Regions from separate parts of the Mus musculus genome. Here region 1 is linked to region 2. Evidence: chromatin contacts called from public Hi-C data. All regions are on one chromosome and are shown on one strand. The core of a region is the stretch at or near the end of the contact, and the rest is flanking DNA. Distances in the headings are between cores, read along the strand shown. Region 1 has its middle 14 kb from the start of Gm31992. Region 2 holds the start of Slc16a10 (solute carrier family 16 (monocarboxylic acid transporters), member 10).

Evidence for each region. Hi-C and Micro-C count contacts between places; a contact is called where the count stands out from the background.
Region 1: a contact with region 2 is called in a Hi-C map of liver, with 2.6 times the contacts expected there. The contact joins the enhancer-like site here to the promoter of Slc16a10 in region 2. A contact is called at or near these places in 4 of 39 promoter capture datasets (embryonic stem cells, fetal liver, macrophages and 1 more), 3 of 15 datasets of contacts at CTCF or cohesin (CD8 T cells, the G1E-ER4 cell line and the NIH/3T3 cell line), 38 of 484 Hi-C or Micro-C datasets (CD4 T cells, CD4 single positive thymocytes, CD8 T cells and 22 more), 12 of 115 datasets of contacts at active chromatin or transcription factors (the 230-238 cell line, CD8 T cells, the HPC-7 cell line and 9 more) and 3 of 9 other capture datasets (adipose tissue, liver and pancreatic islet).

The regions. Positions count from the first base shown.
Region 1 is chr10:40,176,561-40,179,260 of GRCm38.p6, reverse strand. No RefSeq gene overlaps it. Among named protein-coding and RNA genes, the nearest start is that of Gm31992, 14 kb to the right of the region's middle. Within about 2 kb of position 1,425, at least 38 of the 459 cell types and tissues checked have an H3K27ac peak or open chromatin away from gene starts, as enhancers often do. A contact at or near this core is called in the G1E-ER4 cell line, the SCID.adh cell line, intestinal crypt epithelium and 4 more, where this site is marked.
Region 2 is chr10:40,140,927-40,143,626 of GRCm38.p6, reverse strand. Slc16a10 (solute carrier family 16 (monocarboxylic acid transporters), member 10) reads left to right here and starts at 1,373. Exons shown (of 6, transcript NM_001114332.1): 1 at 1,373-1,924. The coding sequence starts at 1,591.

The DNA of each region.
Region 1 (2,700 bases), core at 176-2,675, 36 kb before region 2:
ACATCACCTAGAGTATTTCTTTGTAAATGAGTACTTATAGGTACACTGACAATCTCTGTTAGAACACACAATGCCAGCAGACTTGAAAACCAAGTGATATGATTGAGAGTTAGGGCCAGGGACGAGGATACAGGTTTTCTTTTTCTTTTCTTTCTTTCTTTTTTTGAAACAGAGTCTTGCTATGTTGTGTGACTGATCTTGAACTCCTGGGCTCAAACAGCTCCATTTCAGCCTCCAGGGTGTTTGCAGCCACAGGGGTGTGTCCACTCACACTTTTCATTATATTTTTTCATTTTTATTTATTATTTATTTTCTACTATGTTGTATCCTGCTCTAATAAGTTATGTTTTCGAAAACAACTATGAGCTGGGCCTGGTAGTGCAGGTGTGTAATCCCAGCTACTTAAGGGAAACTGAAATTACAAGTTTGAAGGGTGCCTTTGGCTATGAGTTCAAGGACAGTGTGAGTAAGTTGGACACAAACTCACTCACAGAGATCTGTCTGCCTTTACCTCCCAAGAGCTGAGATTAAAGGTATGTACCACCACCACCCACTTACAAAAATGAACTTTGCTTTGTTTTTAAAATATTTTTGTGTGTTTAAGTTTTATACACTCAGATGTCTGTTCATCATATGTGTGCAGTGCTCATAGTGGCCAGAAAGAGGGCGACAGACTCTCTTGGAATTGGACTTAAATGAAGATGTTTTTTGAGCCGCCAATGCGAATGCCAGTGCTCTTATTGCTGAGCCATTTCCCTAGTCCCCAGAAAATGAACTCTTTGTTTGCTTGTTTGTTTGTTTGCTTGCTTGTTTATTTTTCGAGACAGGGTTTGCTCCACATAGTTCTGGCAGTCCCGGAACTCTCTGCAGACCACGCTGGCCTCGAACTCACAGAGATCCACCAGCTTCTGCTTCTGCCTCCTGAGTGTGGGGATTAAAGACACATGCCCGGCTTAGAAAACAAACTCTTAAAGCAATATATTACCTTCTTTACTGGATCACGGCAAGCAAACTGTCTAGAAGAAGGCTACCAGAAGCCAAGGTCTCTGTACTAGAAAAGAATTTGTGCCGCACTGGTTCACCTTCACCACAGTGTTTGTAATTCACGGGAGAATTGGTTGTTCTTGGGTAGCTATGGCTCCTTAAAGATTTTTTCCATCTCACCTATGTCCAATTTTTGACTCACCCATTCTTCTCAGTTCTTTTAGGTTGGCAACTCACAATCACACACACACACACACACACACACACACACACACACATCTTTTGGTAACTGTTTTGTTTTTTCACCTGCAGGTGTGTCCCTACCTGTGCCAAATGTCCTTAGTTGGCCTCTACCTCCCTCTCTGTAGTCTCTGTCAGTGGGTATAGCTAGGAGGCAGGAGCCTTGCTGAGTGTGGGTGAGCCCTGGATCCTATCCCCAAGCACTGAGTAAACAAACAGAAACTGCCTTGCTGGTATCTGCTGGCAAGCACCCAGGGACATCAAACAGTCTGAAGTGAACGTGAGGTTTCCCTGCCAAACCCACTGCTCTGCTCGCTTTGGACTCCCTGTCTCTGTTAATAGTGCTACCACCCACCTAGCAGTCCCACCCGGGATTGTGCTGTCCACCCTGACTCCTTCCCCACCCTCCGGCCCTCTCTCCCTCTGTCTGCTCTGCCAGCTCTCTCCTCCAGCCTTCTGCCAACTTCCCCTCACCCTTCAGCGTCCCAGCTTTTATCCTATCTATCAACATACAAAGTTTGATCGAACAGCTAGCTGCAGAAGAGCAGGAGCCATCTCTCCACTCCCAGTGAGATTGCATTCACATAGTGGCCACACTTCTTGTGTGGTAGGAAAGACTTTCCATAATCTGTTCCCAGCCTGTCTGTCTCCTTCTCCTTCTACTGCTCAATCACACTGGCCTTTTTCTTCTCTTTTTCTTTCTTTCTCTTTCTTTCTTTCTTTCTTTCTTTCTTTCTTTCTTTCTTTCTTTCTTTCTTCCTTCCTTCCTTCCTTCCTTCCTTCCTTTCTTTCTTTTTTTCTTTTTTTCTTTCTGCCTTAATTAGGGTTTCCATTGCTGTGAGCAGACACCATGACTAAGAACTCTTATAAAGGACAACATTTAATTGGGGCTGGCTTACAAGTTCTGTTCATCCATTATCATCAAGGTAGGGAGCAAGGCAGCATCCAGGCAGGCATGGTGCTGGAGTAGCTGAGGGTTCTACGTCTTCATCCAAAGGAAGCTAGGAGCAGACTGTTTTCAGGCAGCTAGGAGGGTCTCAGAGTCATACTTCCTCCAACAAGGCCACACCTAGTTCAATAAGGCCATACCTCCTAACAGTGCCACTCCCTGGGCCAAGTATATTTAAAATACCATCCTTTCTTTCTTCCCTTTCCCCTTCCCTTCCCTTTCTTTCTTTCCTTCTTTCTCTCCTCCTCTTCTGTTTTGAGATAGGGTCTCATCCTGTAGCCCCTGGCTTGCCTGGAACTTGCCATATAGGCTAGTCTCAAATTCATAGAGATCCACCTGCCTCTGGAATTATAGGTCTATGTCTACCACACCCAGAGTATAAATCTGCAGCTTCCTAATTCTCCTTAAAAAAAGAAATGCTCTTTAAAGCTCCCTGCTGCCGGGCGTGGTGGCACACACCTTTAATCCCAGCACTCGGGAGGATTTCTGAGTTGGAGGCCAGCCTGGCCTACAAAGTGAGTTCTAGG
Region 2 (2,700 bases), core at 124-2,623:
GGACTAAATCTCTGAAACTGTAAGAAAGCCCCCAATTAAATGCTTTTTGTAAAAAAAGAGTTACCTTGGTCACAGTGTCTCTTCACAGCAATAGACAGTGACTAAGACACCAAAAGAATTTGAGGGGTAATATATATCCAAGCTATTGTGCTATTTTAACTTAATCTCTAAAGCACCCACATTGCCCTGTATTCCCAGAACACTCCTCTGGACCCTCCCCTGTCTTTGGTTTCTTCTCTGTTTCTTTGGCTGGAAGGCTCTTTGCTTGTCCTTGTCCACAGAACCATGTGGCTAATCATAGCTCAGCTCAAACTTACTTTCTTACATACTATCCTTTTTTGGGGGGTGGGGTGGGGGTATGGGGGTAGTTGGTTTCAAGACAGGGTTTCTCTGTGTAGCTTTGACTGTCCAGGAACTCACTCTGTAGACCAGACTGGCCCAGAACTCAGAGATCTGCCTGCCTCTGCTTCCGGAGTACTGGGATACAAGGCTTGTGCTCCTACCTCCTAGCTGATGTCCCAGTGTTTAACCCTATTGCACCCCACTTTCTATTTCTGGACTGTTTTTACTTACTAGTTTAGGACAGAGAGAAGCAAGAATGTGATAATCACAGTTATTGTATAACCCACCACACTGGTGCTTAAGTAACTAGCATATTTTGATTTTGTTTGGAGTGAGTAATCTAAATATCTGAGAAATTAAGAAGATACATCAGAATAAGATGCTTCAGGGGGCAGAGGAATTGAATATAAGTGTTGGTTCTTTATTTAGTGTGAGGACAACTTGTGAAGTTTAAAAGTATTGCTTTCTAGCTGCCCGTCAAAAATGTTTGTTAGTTGAAAAATTTAGAATCACAGTCTGTCTTCCAAAATGAGCATCTTCATTGTGCCAAGTATTCAAAACAAACTGTATGTTCGCGGAATTGGAGTAATTAAACAAGGTCTCTGATTCCTGAATTGCCTTTTAAGTAGGTACGTGGCATAAGGAATCTTTTATATTATAACTAGCACAAAAGGGACAACAAATATGAAATTTAAACTGTCATTTGTGACTCTCTATTCCAGTGAGGGTAAGCATTACCTGATCGATTGATCACCTTCGCAGGCCACACGTAGGAGACGCTCCCCAAGAACTTCTAAGGTTAATGCTGAGAGGAGGTGACATTACTCCTGGAGGTAGCTAATTTGGCGGCACGCCTTCAAGCGCGCGCGCGCGGGCGGTCATTGGACACCCCTCACGGGGCGGAGCCTCCGCTTGCGGATGCCCAATCACCTGTGGGCTCAGGGTGTAAGGCCCTCTGGTGGCCACGCCCCTAGGCGGTGCGGGAGGGCGGAGGGGCGCTTTTAAGAGGCGGCTGGAGGCCGGCGTAATCAGGCGCGAGGGGCAGCCGGTGTGTCAAGTCCTCTGGCCGCCTTAGGCGGTGTCTGCGGTGTGCGCCTCTCGCCCGCCCGCCCGCCCGCCTGCCCGCGGCTCCAGTGTCCTCGCCTCGGCCTCCCTCCTCCGTCCGCGCGGCTGTCCCAGGCTCCGCGAGCCACCCCGGGACCTTGCGCCCGCAAGCTTTCTCGGTGCCCGACGGGGCCGCCTCGGGACATGGTGCCGTCCCAGGAGGAGCCCGCCGCCGAGCGGGAGACGAACGAGGCGCAGCCGCCCGGGCCCGCGCCCTCGGATGACGCTCCGCTGCCCGGCCCGGGACCCTCGGATGTCTCCGACGTGGCCGCAGAGAAAGTGGAGGTGGAGCTGACGAGGTCAGCGGGCAGTGAGCCCCCCGTTCCCCCCGAGGGCGGCTGGGGCTGGTTGGTGATGCTGGCGGCCATGTGGTGCAACGGGTCGGTGTTTGGCATCCAGAACGCCTACGGGGTGCTCTTCGTGTCCATGCTGGACACCTTCAAGGCCAAGGACGATGACAACATGGCCTTCAAGACAGGTGGGACGTTGCTGCGGGCCGAGGGGAGGAGGGCATGCGGGGTGGGAAATGGGAGCTTTTGGTGCGTCCTCTTGTGTTGGGAGGGTGTGAGCTTTGAGCCTGACCCGTCTCACTTGCAACCTGCAGCTTGGGGCTTCCCTCTGCCAGTTTTGTATGGAACCCAAAGGCAAGCAAGTTGCAGAGTTGTACCTGCCTGAGGCTTTGGACTCCTCCTTTCTGCACAGTGGGCGCCAAGAATCCACAGTACTTTCCTCTTAGTGGTGGGAAATAAACTGAACGTTCCAGCACCAACAACACTGCATTATCACTTTTACAGTCTGCTTTGTGACCGCCACGGTGGTGTGGTTATCTGCCTGCCATGCTGCAGAAGGAAAGGTGTGTTTGGGTAGATGCAGCGCAGGCCAGGACGGGAGATTGGCAAAATGGAAAAGTGGATCCCAAGGTCACAGGGAGTCCCAAAGGCAGCCCATTAAAAGTGGTAGTCGGTTGTCTCTCTGCACGCTCTACTATATTTAGACAGCATAGGAGGCAGCCACGTGGGATGGTAAGAGGAAGATAAGGGGTTGGACCTTCTGTTATGTTGACGTTTTTTTTGCCTTGTGGAAATAAAATGCAAAAGGTGCAGACTCCGCATTTTTGTCAAATGCTTTCTGACTGATTATGCAAAAGTCAAGTCTAGGACCGTCTGCATAACATTTCCCCCATTATTTCATCTCATGCTGCCGGGCAGGTGTTGTCAGCTCTGCTTGGGTGAGAAAATGGAAAGTCAGGGAAAT